2 separate regions of the Callithrix jacchus genome follow, and region 2 is linked to region 1. Evidence: chromatin contacts called from public Hi-C data. All regions are on one chromosome and are shown on one strand. The core of a region is the stretch at or near the end of the contact, and the rest is flanking DNA. Distances in the headings are between cores, read along the strand shown. Region 1 overlaps CLCN4 (chloride voltage-gated channel 4). Region 2 holds the start of HCCS (holocytochrome c synthase).

The links. A called contact is a pair of places that touch in the nucleus more often than the background predicts.
Region 2: a contact with region 1 is called in a Hi-C map of skeletal muscle, with 6 times the contacts expected there. The contact joins the promoter of HCCS here to the enhancer-like site in region 1. A contact is called at or near these places in 2 of 3 Hi-C or Micro-C datasets (both in skeletal muscle).

The regions. Positions count from the first base shown.
Region 1 is chrX:10,383,052-10,390,566 of calJac240_pri, forward strand. It overlaps CLCN4 (chloride voltage-gated channel 4), which reads left to right. Exons shown (of 12, transcript XM_035289519.3): 2 at 6,549-6,703. The coding sequence starts at 6,560. Among named protein-coding and RNA genes, the nearest start is that of CLCN4, 22 kb to the left of the region's middle. Within about 2 kb of position 3,875, at least 1 of the 16 cell types and tissues checked has an H3K27ac peak or open chromatin away from gene starts, as enhancers often do. A contact at or near this core is called in skeletal muscle, where this site is marked.
Region 2 is chrX:11,289,003-11,295,780 of calJac240_pri, forward strand. It overlaps HCCS (holocytochrome c synthase), which reads left to right and starts at 5,300. Exons shown (of 7, transcript XM_008988939.5): 1 at 5,300-5,359; 2 at 6,014-6,155. The coding sequence starts at 6,056.

The DNA of each region.
Region 1 (7,515 bases), core at 2,625-5,124:
TTTACGTATTGTCTGTGGCTGCTCTGCTCTACAATGGCATGGTCCAGTAATCGCATCACAGGCTATACGTCCTGCAAAGCTGAAAAGATTTCCCATCTGGCCCTTTCTGGGAAAGATTTGCAACCCCCTGACTATCAGTTAAGTTACTATGAGGAAACAGGAAGGAGAAAGGGGCAGGAACAGCTTGTGGGAGAGGCCCATGGGAGCCGGAGGTGGTGTTAGTAGCAGTTTCTACCCTGCCCATGCTAGCAGGGGACACTGCCAGTACTCATCTCTGGGGTGGCCTTCCTTGCTTGTTGGAGACTTTTAATCTTTTAATCTGAGTTATGACTTTCTGTTCCATCTGTCCAAGTCTTCTGGGGATTAGCTAATAGAGCAAGTTGGCAAATAATCCGACATGGTCTGATTTGGAAAGGGAATACTGGCATAAACATCGGCAGGTTCTGTGGCACCTGGCCATTGCTGGGCAGAGGACGGAGGGAACAGATGGAAGGGCTTCAACCACACCGTTTTATGGGCGATGTAAATACTGATGGCAGCACGAAGTGTAATGGCTCCAAATGGGAAAGCACCCAAGTGTCACCCGCAGTAGAATGGATAACTACATTGGGGCTGATTCCTCAGTCAAATACTGTGGAACAGGAGTCGGCCAAGTTCATGATCCTATGGGCCAGCTCCAGCTCACTGCCTGCTTTTGTATGGCTTATGAGCTAAGAATGGTTTTTGCATTTTTATATGGTTGAGAAAAAGCCAAAACAATAATATTTTGCAACACATGAAGATTATATGGAATTCATATTTCAGTGTCTGTGAATAAAGTTTTATTGAAAGACAGCACCAGGCATTGATGTGTGTGTGGTCTCTGGCTGCTTTCCAATGACAACAGTGGAGTTGAGTAGTCCTGACAGAGACCACATGGCCCAGAAAGCTTCAAATATTTACTCTCTGGCCCTTAACAGAAAAGGTTTGGTGGTCCCTGTTACAGGACAAAGAGAATGAATAAATAGTTACAGTGAACAACATGGGTAGATCTTACAACGTAATGTAGAATGGAAGAAGATGGAAACAACATTTCATTTCTTTAAAGTTCAGAAGCAGGCAGCAGTAATCTATAGTGTGAGGTTGGGATAGTGGTTACCCTTAGTGGTAGGTCAGGGACTAGGGGAGCCATGGGCTGGCTAAGGGCTGGTCACATTTCGTTCCTTGATCCGAGTGCTGCATACATGGGTGAGTTCCCTTTGTGAAAATGTGGAGCTGTTCATTTGTGATTTTTGCATTTTATGAATAGATGTTTACTTCAATAAAAAGCGTACTCAAGAAAAGAGTTCTCATCTGACCCAGCAATCCGTCCCTGGGCATATACTCAAGAGAAATGAAAACATATGTCCATGCAAAGACTTGTACACAGATGTTCCTAACAGCCTTATTCATAATAGCCCAAAAGTAGAGACAACCCAAACGGCCTTCAGCTGATGAGCGGATAAATGAAATGTGATACAGCCATAGAATGGAATCTTATTCAGCAATAAATAAAAAGGGGTGAAGCACCGATATGCACTACAGCCTGGATGAACCTTGAAAGAATTATGCTAGGTGGAAGAAGCCAGAGGCAAAAGGCCACATACTGCATGATTCCACTTACATGGAATGTCCAGAATAGGCAAACCCATAGGATGAAAAGTATATTAGCGGCTGCCTAGGCTGGGAGAAGGATGCAACTGCTAATGGGTAGGGGGTTGCTTTTCGGGGGACGAAAATGTTCTGGAATTGGATAGTGGTGATAATTGGACAGCCTTGTGAATTTGCTAAAAAGCACTGAATTGTACACTTTACAAAAGTACATTTTATGGTATGTGAATTACCTCTTTAAAAATGTTGTAAGAGATCGCTGCTACAGACCTGTGTGTATCTGTACATGTCAGAAGGAAAAGGTCTTAAGGTGAGACCTTTCTTCTGCTGCTCCTCCAAGTGCAGATATCTTGAAAGTTACAGACAGGGAGAGGGCCTGACTTCCCCCAGGTAATCCAGACCCTTCCCCTAGATCCAAGCCAGCTGAGTAGCACAGAGCAGTTTCTAAAATGTAGCTAACATGGGCATGTTAATTTTGCTACTTTTGTTTACTAAAACTGGAGTTCTAGGAAAAACAGGGTAAACTGAAAGATCCTAGATAACTCGCTTCCTGGACTTTTCCTGTGATTATGCCTGACTTCACCCCCATTTTCCTGATGTCTGTTTTCCTTTGGTCTGATTGGAGAAAAACAGGAATCTATGTAGTAGCCACTGGAGCCCATTCCCTTAGCTGAGCATGGACTGTTGGCTCCTTGTTGGTTCCTCCAAGACTTCATTGTTTCCAAGCCAAAGAAATGGAGCAGTAAAACAAACAACAACAACCGAATCAAACCAACCAACCAAACAAAACACATTCAAAAAGACTTCACTGCTTACCTGTAGGTTGCTTTCTATCTATAGTTCTTGATCTCTTCTCAATCAAACTTCTTGGTCCCCACTTCTAGGTGTTAAGGGCCATAATGGTCACAAATATTGTGATAACTTGAGAGGATCCCATTTGAGGATGTGAGATGACCACCCAGAGCATCTCAAAGTTTTCATTTCACTGACACCGAAGAGTGTATTTCTTAGGATTTTTCTGTGAAGATAGTGCTGAACTTGCTGTAAAGTCCCAGGCCTAAACATTATCTGTAGCAGAGACAAATTGTTTTAATTAGTGACAAAAGGTTTGCCTGTCCCTGCAAGGGTGAAAGGGGCTGGTGCTGTTTCATTCCCTGTGCCATGTACTGGGGTGAAGGGGCACGAGAGGGAGCATCCCACGGTCCTGGCTTTCGAGAGCGGGGGCTGTGAGGGTCAGCTGTGGTCACACAGCCAGACTGGAGAGTCATACATGTCTCTTGGTTAGTGGTCTTACCACTTTGAACAGAGGTATTTTATTTCAGGTTTGAAAGAAAGCAGTCTCTAAACAGTCTCCTCAAAGTAAATGCTTTGAGGCGTTTTTAGGAAAAGATATTTTGACTGTCACATATAGATTCATGTTTTAATGGCCTCACTGATTCTTGGTAAGTGGAAGCCCACAGAAGGTCTCACAGAAGCTCAGTTGGACCAGCACAATCTCCCTGAGCAGAACAAGTCCATCGGGTCCCCTCTGTCAGCTACAGACAGCAGAGGAGTGAGCAGATCAACTTCAGCAATGAGGCGACATGCAGGGGGGTAAGAAAGGGGTGTTTTCGTGAAACATGATTTTTGTTTTAACAAAGATCGATGAAGCGCTAACCATATGCCAGGCACAAATTGCTTTTCAAATGTCAGCCCATTCCATCTTCTTCACAGTACCCTGAGGCAGGCACTGCTTCAACACCTACTTCATAGATGGGGGAGACTGAGGCACAGTAAGAAAGGTCCAGCAACTTGCTTAAGATCACACGGCTAGTAAGTGACAGAGCTGAGATCTGAACCCACACAGTGCTGTTCTGGAGTCTGTGTTTTAACTAGTATGTGCGTGATGCTGCCTCTCTTATGATAAACGTCAGAATATAGAAGGGCAAAGTACAATATTCAAGATCCAAATATGTCTTAGGGCCAATTTGTTTTAAGATACATCTACAGAGAAAACATACCAACAGGTTGTGGAAGTTATCTAGGGCATGAGGATGGATAATCCTCATTTTTTTCTCAATGCTTTTCTCTATTTGTCAAGGTTTTGTAAGTTGGGTGGGTGGTTGTATGTTTTTTAAAAAAGTAGCCACAATAATACTTCTGATTTCTGGATGCTCTTCTAGAACTTTGCCATTTCCCCATCAAGAGGTGGAGTCTACTTCCTCTCCCCTTGAACCTGGGTGGAACTTTGTGACTGCCTTAACAAAGAGCAAGTGGCAAAAGAGACTGACTTCTGAGGCTGGGCCATGCAAGGTGGTACAGCTTCTGCCTTCTCTCTTTCTCTTAACGCACTTGCTTTGGGGCCCAGAGCCTCTGGGTAAGAAATACTGCCACCCAAAGTCACATGCTGAAGAGACCACATGGGGATCTTGGCTCATTGCAACCTGCACCTCCCTGGTTCAAGGGATTCTCCTGTTTCAGCCTCCTGAGTAGCTGAGACTACAGGTGCCAGCCACCACACGCAGCTAATTTTTGTATTTTTAGTGGAGACAGGATTTCACCATGTTGGCCAGACTGGTCTTGGACTCCTGACCTCAAGTGATTCACCCACCTTGGCCTCCCAAAAGTTCTGGGATTATAGGCGTGAGCCACTGTGCCTGGCCTCTACATGATCTTTTAACCCCAGCCTCACAATAGACACCACCACCTCCTTCTGGGTTCCCAGCGAAGACCTTTGAGGCTCTGCGGATCAGAGCCTGTTTATTTTCCTCGGGACCACTACAAGTTCCATCGATGTTTAAAGATAGGATTGTTCTCTACAGTGACTTTTTGTTTCAAGCGTTATTGCCTGAATTAGTTGTTTGACAAGAGGCGTGGTTAAATTTTAGGTAGTACGAACTCCCTTTTAATAGACCGTTCAGGTCCCTGCAGTTCTATCTGCTGACTGGGTTTTTCTGACAGGGGCTCCCTTGGAGGGTCAACAGTCTGTCGTCTCTTTTCCCATCAGAGATATTCTTTACCACATATATTAAGCGGTTATTTTCATCTTGTTTGTGTAGAAATGAGAATGAAATCTTTGCTTTCTTATTTGACTCTCTTCCTAATGTCATTGGTTGCTACTGACTTATGCAATATGATTCTTCCCTGGGCACTCATCAGCGGGTATTGTTTTCAACTTGGCGTGGCTCAAACCTCAAACTTTCAAAGTTTTAAAGCAGCCGTGTTGCACTTATGATCAATAAATCAAGCACTGTGACTGCTTTATTGCTTGTAAGGAGATTACCCTACTTTGCCCATAGTGACTCTTCAGTTGGATTAAAATGCGGTTTCATCAGGTCGTGCTTGAGTCCTCCAGATACATAAATACGTGAGAGAAGCCCGCACTCAAATGTTTTTATAACCACCCTTCAACTTTTAAAGCATCTATTCCAGCACTTTTGTGGTCCTTATCCTATAATTCAAATTTCCATGCTCTTTGCCCAAGTAATTTTTATTTAGTGCATAATCCAACCTCTTGTTTCTGTAAGAGTGTATTCTTTTTTCTGCTAACTAGTGGTGAGCCGTGGTCCCAATGCAAAGCATTTTCTATAGCTAAAATGAGCTCCTGTGCAATCCGCAGATCAGGCTTTGATGGTGGGAGAATATGAGACATGGTGGTTCACTTGTGGTTGTTTTCTAGGTGAGGGGAGCTGGAATAATGGGAGTGGAATTATTATCTTGGACAGGAAAGGAAGACACATTCAACCATGCCACTGCCGTGGCAGCAGGAGCCCTTTTGACTGCATTTTAAGACATTAAAAATGAGCATCTGTCCCAGACCTCCTTGCCCAGGGCAGTGTGCCACCAGCCTCTCATGGCTTTTGGCTCATGGCAGGTTACCCCACCTCCCTTGTCCATCTCCAGGGTGGCCCCACTCACGCAGAGGGCTTCTGCCCTCTGTAGATTGCCTGGGCTCCCACCAGCTCATTAAAGTCTTGCCGGTATTTTCATTGTGCCGTTGGGGTACATTCTGAATATCCACGTTGACAAGCACACAGGCTGCCTGCCTGAGTGGTCTACTTTGTCTCCCAGGGGAACCAATTATTGGTTTGATTGCCATTATTTTCATTTAAACCCTATTTGCCCCTCTAGCCCTGTCATTTGGTCACCTTGCTTTTGCAGAATGTGAGGTTTTCAGGAATGTATATAATTGATCCTCATTGGCAGATTCTACATTTGCAAATTTCCCAACTGGCTAAAATGTATGTGTAGCCCCCGGATCAATACTTGTGGAGCTTTTGAGGTTGTTCATAGATAAGGGTGTGTGTAGAGCGACAGGAAGTGCCAGGAGTGCCCATTCCTCACTGAGGTCTGAGAGGGCTATGCTCTGTCTTCCTGCTTCCACTCTCTTCCTGTCAACAAGGGTGCTTTTCGTGTTCTATTTAGTGCCATGTTTTTCAGTTTTGTGCTTTTTTTTTGTTGTTGGTAATTTTGCTGTTTAAAATGGCCCTGTAGTGCAGTGCTGGGAAGCTGTCTAGTGTTCCTGAGCATAAGAGGGCTGTAACATGTTTTATGGAGAAGCCTCATTCAGGCATGAGTGATAGTGCTACTGGCTGTGAGGTCAATGTTAGTGACTCTACAATATCTATTAAATAGAGTATCTTTAAACAGGGCACATTTTAATTGTTTGATGAAAACGTGACCAAAGGTTTGCAGGAACCTTACTCTGTATTCTCTTGGGAATGGTAGTTCAGTATTCAGTAATTTAGTATTTGAGGTGACTTTATAGAGCATAACTTCTATGAATAATGAGAGTTGAGTGTGCATATATTTCATTACAGCAGAGATGCCTATGCTGAAATAATTCTTCTTATATAAGAAAATAGGACACGTGGATTATTCTTCTGCCATATCCGTGGCATGTCCCACTCACATATTTAACCACCAGTTTTCTTGCCCAGGTGTAATTAGCATGGTCAATGCGGGAGCAATGAGTGGCTCTGGAAACCTGATGGATTTCCTCGATGAACCATTCCCTGACGTGGGGACGTATGAGGACTTCCACACCATCGACTGGCTAAGGGAAAAGTCACGGGACACTGACAGACACAGGAAGGTAGGTGACATTACAAAAGGACACACTACAAATGGCTAAGCAATGCTTTCATTCAAAAGTTACTGAGCTGGGGCTTAGGTCCACGTACGTGTCATGTGCTGGGTTAGGGTCTAAAGAAGAAAAGAGCCAGTGGGAGAAGCAGATACATGAGATCATTGTACTAGCAGGCACTTTGGGCAGGACGCTGTGTCATATGGAGGGAATGTGGTATAGAGGAGAGGGAGGGAACTTTGCAGGTGCCATTTCAGGACCCTGTTTTCTCATCCATGAGGATGGAGGTGATTATGCCTGAAGAGGAAATGAGATTATGTGTATATGAAAGCACATATAACAGTGCCTGGCTTCTAGTTGGCAGTCAGTATATATTTAAATGGATCGCAATGGTTGTCTGTTAAGTGCTGTGTGATCTCTTAGGTTCGGTTAGGGAAGGGTTTTTCAGAAAGGGTAACATTTCAGTTAGGTCTTGAAGGATGACTAAGATTTTGCTAGGCAGAGGAAGGGAAATGATTCTAAACATCAGGAATGATCCCCCCTGCCCCTTTTTAAAACTTTTATTTTTTTTGCATCTCCGAAAATCTTGGCTCTTCAGGGTGAATGGCCCCCTTTTTAAAGTCACAGAGGCACGAAAGAATGTGAAGTATTTGGGCAATTCAGGAAGCTCCCAGGGTCTGGTGGAGGATTCCTGCAAGGGGAGGGATAGGGATGAGTGTGGAAATGGAGGCAGCAGGACCACATGCGGAACGGCCATGCTGGTGGTAGAGAGGAGTTTGTATTTTGTGCTGAAAGCCACAGAAGACAATAAAGATGCACTG
Region 2 (6,778 bases), core at 4,050-6,549, 910 kb after region 1:
ATACTGATGTCTCCTGCCTGGGTGGGTAGTGACTCACATGGCTCTCCAGAACTCCTCCCCAGAACAATGTTCATTTCACCCATTCTTACCAGTGCTATTCCCATCTTTTTCAGCATGCCACGTTAAATCTAACGATTCATAAGGGAGCACTTGTGACAACAACTGGATCAGCAACTTAATCATAATAACTTCAATAATAATAATAGTTTTTACGACTTGAAAACAGTGAGTTCCTTCCCCCATTTCTGCTTCTGAATGACTGTGTATGTTGGTTCAGGGTAGAAAGAAGGGGTAATGAGTTAAATAGTCCCAGTGTTGTTACTTAATGCACACTACATGCCTGCATGTTTGTGTGTGTGTACATATATATATACGTGTATATATATATGTGTGTGTGTATATATATATATATATATATATATATATATAGCAATCTGAGAAAGTAGAAGCCTATGCTCTAGTTGCCAGGTATCAAGGAGAGGAAGTTTCTGGCCTTGGTTTTCCTAGAATAGGGTCTTTCCACTCTAACATTATTGACATTTGGGGCCAGATAATTATTTGTTGCTAGAGCTGGCCTTTGCATTATAGGATGCTTAGCAGAATGTCAGACTTCTATCCACTTGATTTCAGCAGCAACCACTACCCTCAGTGTAACAACCAAAAAATGTCTCCAGATATTATCAAATACTCCCAGGATAGGGCTAGCAAAATCAGCCCTAGTTGAGAAGCACTGCCATAGAGGGAATCAGGGCTCTGTCTCCTATCAAATCTCATCACCGCTTAATTCCCCAGCATGACAAAAGGCTGGGCAATCTCCCTGTTGGCATTCATAAAGAATAGCCTTAAGTTTTCTGAATTGACCCCGTTGTAGGCCCATTAGTGCCCACTCAGATCCCCTTGCCAGATATTTAGGGAAGCCCAGTCTTAAATAAGTACAGCTATAAATTAAAGAAACTTTCTCAAAAAGCAATGTGCTGTATACATCTGGAGACATGAAACTAGGTTTCATTTAAGAAATTGGGAGTGTTCCATCATATAAGGTAGTCACCTGCAATCAGTGAATTAATTAATTGAATTTTTAGAGGTCTATGTTAAGAAACCCTTGACTCTCATCAAAACACAAAAAACCTTGGGACCTACCAATTAGTAACATAACCTCTGAAGTTAGTACAATGGTTGTGAGAATATTAAATAGAATGACAACCTCTGGCCATCTATAATTTTATTGGCAATAAATCCCTTTAAGGAAAAGCAGTGTCCATTTTGAAAAGTAAGAGGCAGCCCTAGCCTCTGATGTAGATGTGGTCCTTCTGAGTATATAGGTGATGAATTCTGGCAGACTCCATGGAACTCCATGGAACACAGACATATAAGTGGGGAGTTTCCTGTCTGTATCTTAGGAACTTACCTTTATTCATTTAGACCTTAGCAAAGATCACAGTCTATGAAGTTCATGGGCAGTGCTGTCATAGAACCAAGTAAAAATCTCCAGGTATAACTGGAGAGTGGTGAAGAGCAAAGTTGAGAAAAATAAGCTATCTCTATTGTCAAATCAAATGACTCTTATTTTTAAAAACCCTTCCATGGCTTCACATTTCAATGAAAAGAAAATGTAATTTCCTTATGGCCTATGGCATGATCCAGCCCCAACAACACCTGTAACCATTCTGTCCCTAACTCATTCTGTGTGGGCCACACTGGTCTTCCCCCATTCCTTCTGATCTTGGAACATTTTACCATGGAATTCTCATTGTCTGGACCACTCTTTGCATTCATCTTTACATATATCCTTCTCAACATTCAGGTCTCAGCTAAAATGTCCCCCTTTTCAGAGAGGTCTTTACTGACAACCACATCTAAGAAGGTATCCTGAGCTCTCAGTCTGTATCGTGCACACTTATCATCTGGGGATCATGTTACAAGACAGATTTTGACTCGATGACTCTGTGAAGGGACTTGAAATTCTGCATTTCTAACAAGCTCCCAAGGAATACAGACTTTCTGCTTCACAGATCATCTACCCAAGGGGTGGGTAGACCTCCATCCCTCAATCTCTGTCACACTACCTGTGTCATTTAATTGGCTTTTCTCAGGATCTGAAACTATTTACCTGTTTGTGTTGGATTGTTTGTTATCTGAACTATTCATTTACTAGAATGTAAATTCCCTGAGAGCAAGGAGTCTGTCTAGCACTTTTAAATTCTCAGCACTTCCCACAGTACCTGACACAACACAGATGCTCCATAAATACTGTTGAATGAGTGATGTTGTTCAAGATTCATTGACTCTGTGATCCCTTCAGTGCCTGCTTCTGATTGCTTCAGTGGGCACTCAATTATACAACAGAAACTACACTGTAATGATAGGGCAGTGCTACTCAAGGGCTAGTCCAGGTACTGATAAGAATCTTGTGCTATAATATAAATCTGCTATGTTACTAAGCACAATTTTATCTGAGATGAGACATTTTTCATAGTAAGACTTTCTTGACTTGATAAAGCAAGGAATGTTTTGCTTTATCTTGTGGTGAAAGCCCCTCATCTCATATTAGAATGGTAGCCGTGTGTGAACTGGTCCCTACTGGCAGGACACATTTTGAGTTGTGCTGACATAGGGGATAAAAAGCTAAATAAGATCTATTCTCTAACTTCAGAAAATCATACATAGGCAAGAGAATTACACATTTAAATATATAATTCTGTTTTTATGTGAAAGAATTTAGGAATTGTGGAAACAACAAAGAATTGGTCTTTTGTGCTCCCCCTTAGTCACAACTTTCCTGACACTTGTTCTCCTTATAGCTACAAACCCTCCCACTGTACTCTTTCCTCTTGATCGCATACCATTTTTCTGGGCCATGCTCTTCCACTTGGGCCCTGCTTTCCTTCTTGCCCACTCCCATACCTCCATGCAAAGTGAGCTGTGCTCTTCCCTGACCTACCTTCTGCATGCCCAGGCTGCACCCTCTTCCACTGCTCTGGCTATGGGCCTGAAAAATCTCCCCTTCTTGCCCTGCTCTTAAGAAACACTGAAGTTACAGGACCAGGCTCGGGTCTTCTGAGAAATTGTGAAAGGGAACTGAGAATTATGGTAGAGAATAGAAAATGGTAGGATAAATAGGGAATTGTGGGAGAGAAGGGAGAATTATGGGAGAAGGGAGAAAATAAAGTATCATGAGAGAACAGAGAATTGTGAGACAATGTGGAATTAGGAGACAGACTAGGGAGCTGCAAAAGAACAGAATTGTGGGAGAAACATGGAATTGTGGGAGAGTACAGGACAAAGAACTGTGGGAGAGACAGGATTGTGGGAGAAAACAAAAAATTGTGGAAGAGACACAAAATTTTGGGAGAAAAGGAATATTTGTGGGATAGAAAATTGTGACAGAGAACATTGTGCGAAAACAGAATTATGAGAATGGGAGTTAGTAGAAGGACTGAGGAATTGTGAACAATAATGGAGTATTTTGAGAGAATGGAGAATTGTAAAAGTGGAGAATTCTGTGAAAGAACAAAGAATTGTGGAAGAGACGGGGAATTATAGGAAAGAGAGGAAATTGTAGCATAGAATGCAAGATTATGTTTAAGATAAGGAATTATGGAAGAACAGAGAACAAGGAGAGAGATGGGGAAGTAGAGGAGAGAATAGAGAATTCTGGGAGATACAGGGAATCGTGGGAGAGAATAAAGTGTTGTGGGAGAGAAGGACTAATGAGAATGAAGGGAGAATTGTGGAAGAAAGGAACTAATGAAAAAGAATATTGTGAGAGAACAGAATTATGAGAGAGAATGGGGAATTATGGGAGAGACTGGGGAATAACAACAGAGTACTGTGAATGAACAGAACACTGTGGAAATGAATAATTTTGAGAGAAAAGAACTGTGAGAGACAGAATCATAGGGAATGATGGAAAAGACAAAGAACTGTGGGAGAAACAGAACTGTGGGAAATACAATTTTGAGATATATAAGAATTTGTAGGAAAGAATAAAGAATTGTTGGGAAACCCAGCAAATTGTGGGGAAAACAAGAGAATTATGGGCAAGACAGGGAATTGTGGAACAGAAATGTGAATTGTGGGAGACACAGGGAATTGTGGGAGAAACAAGATAATTGTGAGCAAGACAAGGAATTGTGGGACAGAAAAATGAATTCTGGGAAGGAATAGAATTTTGGGAGTGACTTGGGATGGTTAGAGAATTAGGAATTGTGGGAGACAGATGATTGGGCAAAGAACTGAGAATTGTGGAAAAGAGAATTGTGGGTAACAAAACAGAATTATCAGAGTGAAAGGGAATTGTGGGAGGGATAAAATAATTGTGAGTAAAGAAAGAAGTTAAGCTGTGATGTAGTCAATGTAGTTGAAAAGGAAACCTCAGGCTATACTATAGACAGCTCCAATGCTGGGATGGCCATTCTGAGTTGTCTCTCTTGGGGCTAGGGGCCTAGGCTTATGTGCCTTTACAGAGACCTTCATAGGATGCAGACTGTTCCCAAGGAGGAAATGTGATTTTGTGTGCGGCGATTCTCTTAGGCAGAGAACAATTCCTGGAGACTCAGCTGAAAGCTGTGAGCCCCAACACTTCCTGCACCAGGGGACATCTGGACGCATTTCACAGATCCACTAGTTATACAGAAAGATATATGTTTCTTTACTAACACTTTAAGTAACACGATCAAATTACTTTAATTTGAAAGTAGTGGATGGATGATATTTTGAGATAGACACAACCACCATATGTGACATAATTTATCTCTGATGTCTATTAGTGCCATATGTAGCTAATAGTACTAGGATTTATTGCCTCCATTCCTGATAGAAGAAAATGCTAAATTTCTGTTGGAGGTAAATGAAAATACAGACATTCAAAATCACATACCCAGTGAAGAAGACCTTGGCAGCCCGAACACTGTCTTGTTCACTTTTGGATCTCCACCAGCCACAGTTATGGGCACCTGCTAATGTTTCTTGAATCACTGCTATAATTAAAACTGATGGGATACCATTTAAAGAAACGGAAATTTTAAAACTCCTCCAAAGCACTCCCTCTGCCGCATAAAGCATACATAGCAGAGCTCTTCACTCTAGGGAAGCCTCTGGACCAGACAACCTACCGTGCCAGCGCGGGCATTTTGAAAAAGCCTCCTTGCCTTAAGGGGCGGGCCCAGAGCGCGGCCCCCTCTGCGGTTACAGGCGGAGGCGCGGAGAGGACGGAACCCGCTCTCCGTGATTGACGGAAAACATTACTCTTCAGCCCGCCTCCCGCGTGCCCGGAAGTCCCGCCTTCTAAAAAGGAAGTAGCGGCACGTGAGAACGCCGGGGGTGACCGCGGCTACAGCGGTGACCGAGCGAGAGGAAGGTGGTGGCGGCGGCGACGGCGGTGGTGGCGAAAGTCGTTGCTGCTCTGGGTTCGGGTTGGCGATTGAAGGCGGTACCGGCCGCCCGGAGCAGCCCGGGGGGAGGGCTCAGGTGCAGAAGGGCGGGCTGACCGCGGCCGGTTTGGTCTGGGGACCGCGGGCTGGAGCCGGTGGGCACGCGCTGGGACGGTGTGGGGAAGACACTTGGCAGCACCTTGACCTCCGCTGTCCCTTCCTTTCCTCTGATTTCTCTTCATGCGCCGCACCCTTCCCGGACACCCAGTCCCTCGCTAAGGCGCTGGGGACTGGGGTCAAGTCTGGGCTCAACGGGCCTCCCCTCCTCCACCCGGGTCACGACTCCTAGGAAACCCCCGCCTCAGGACTATACCTCCTGGTAGTGTCGTGGTTTCTCAGCGACTGCCTCACCTCAGTCCCCAAAATCTCACTGCCTTAGAAACGTCCCCCCAGAGGTTGGTGTAGGTTTCACAGTATTTCCCTAAGGGAGCAATATATTAAAGTTGTCCTTCAAAGTTGGTACCCTGCCTGGTAGATGCCCATGGGATGACAAAGAGGAGGAACAAGGGTTGACCAGATTAGGAATAATGAAAGAATAGTTTTGAGTCCAGAGACATTAATATGTCTCTTTGTTTTGGCAGGTGGAAATACAGAATTGCTTGGTGTCAGCACTGTTTCCAGCCATGGGTTTGTCTCCATCTACTCCTGCTGTTGCAGTTCAGGCCTCAAATGCCTCAGCATCCCCACCTTCAGGATGCCCAATGCATGAAGGGAAAATGAAAGGTAATTGACCCTTTGTCTATGAAAATAAAAGATAATTCACTGCCAGGTGCCGGGGTCAGGCTTGTGACAGCACTTTGCGAGGCCAAGGTGGGTGGATTGCTTGAGCTCGGGGGTTCAACACCAGCCCAGGCAACATGGCAAAAACCTGCCTCTACAAAAAAAAAAAAAAAAAACATTACGCAGACGTGGTGGTGGGCACCCATAGTACCAGCGCAGGATCGCCTGGGAGGCCGTGGTTGCAGTGAGCCGAGATCGTACCACTGCACTCCGGGCAGGGTGGCAGTGAGACTGGGTCTTAAAAAGTTCCTGAAAGGCTCTAAAAGAAGAGGCAGTGTATTATGCTGCTGAGGCTGGTAGGCATGGGAGTCAGGCACCGTAGGTCTGGTCCTTATTTTGCCTCTTATTGAGATTTGTGACTCTGAACAAGTTAGCTCTGTAAGTCTCAGTCCATCATCTGTAAAATGAGGATATAATAGTATTTCACAGGCCTGTCACGAACAGATTGAGATAGTACATGAGAACATAGTGAGTACTCTAAACCAGCCCCAACTTCCCAAAATTTACTTGTGCCTACATCAGTGGTTTTCAGCTGGATGGGGGCAATCCCCACTTCCCACAGGGAA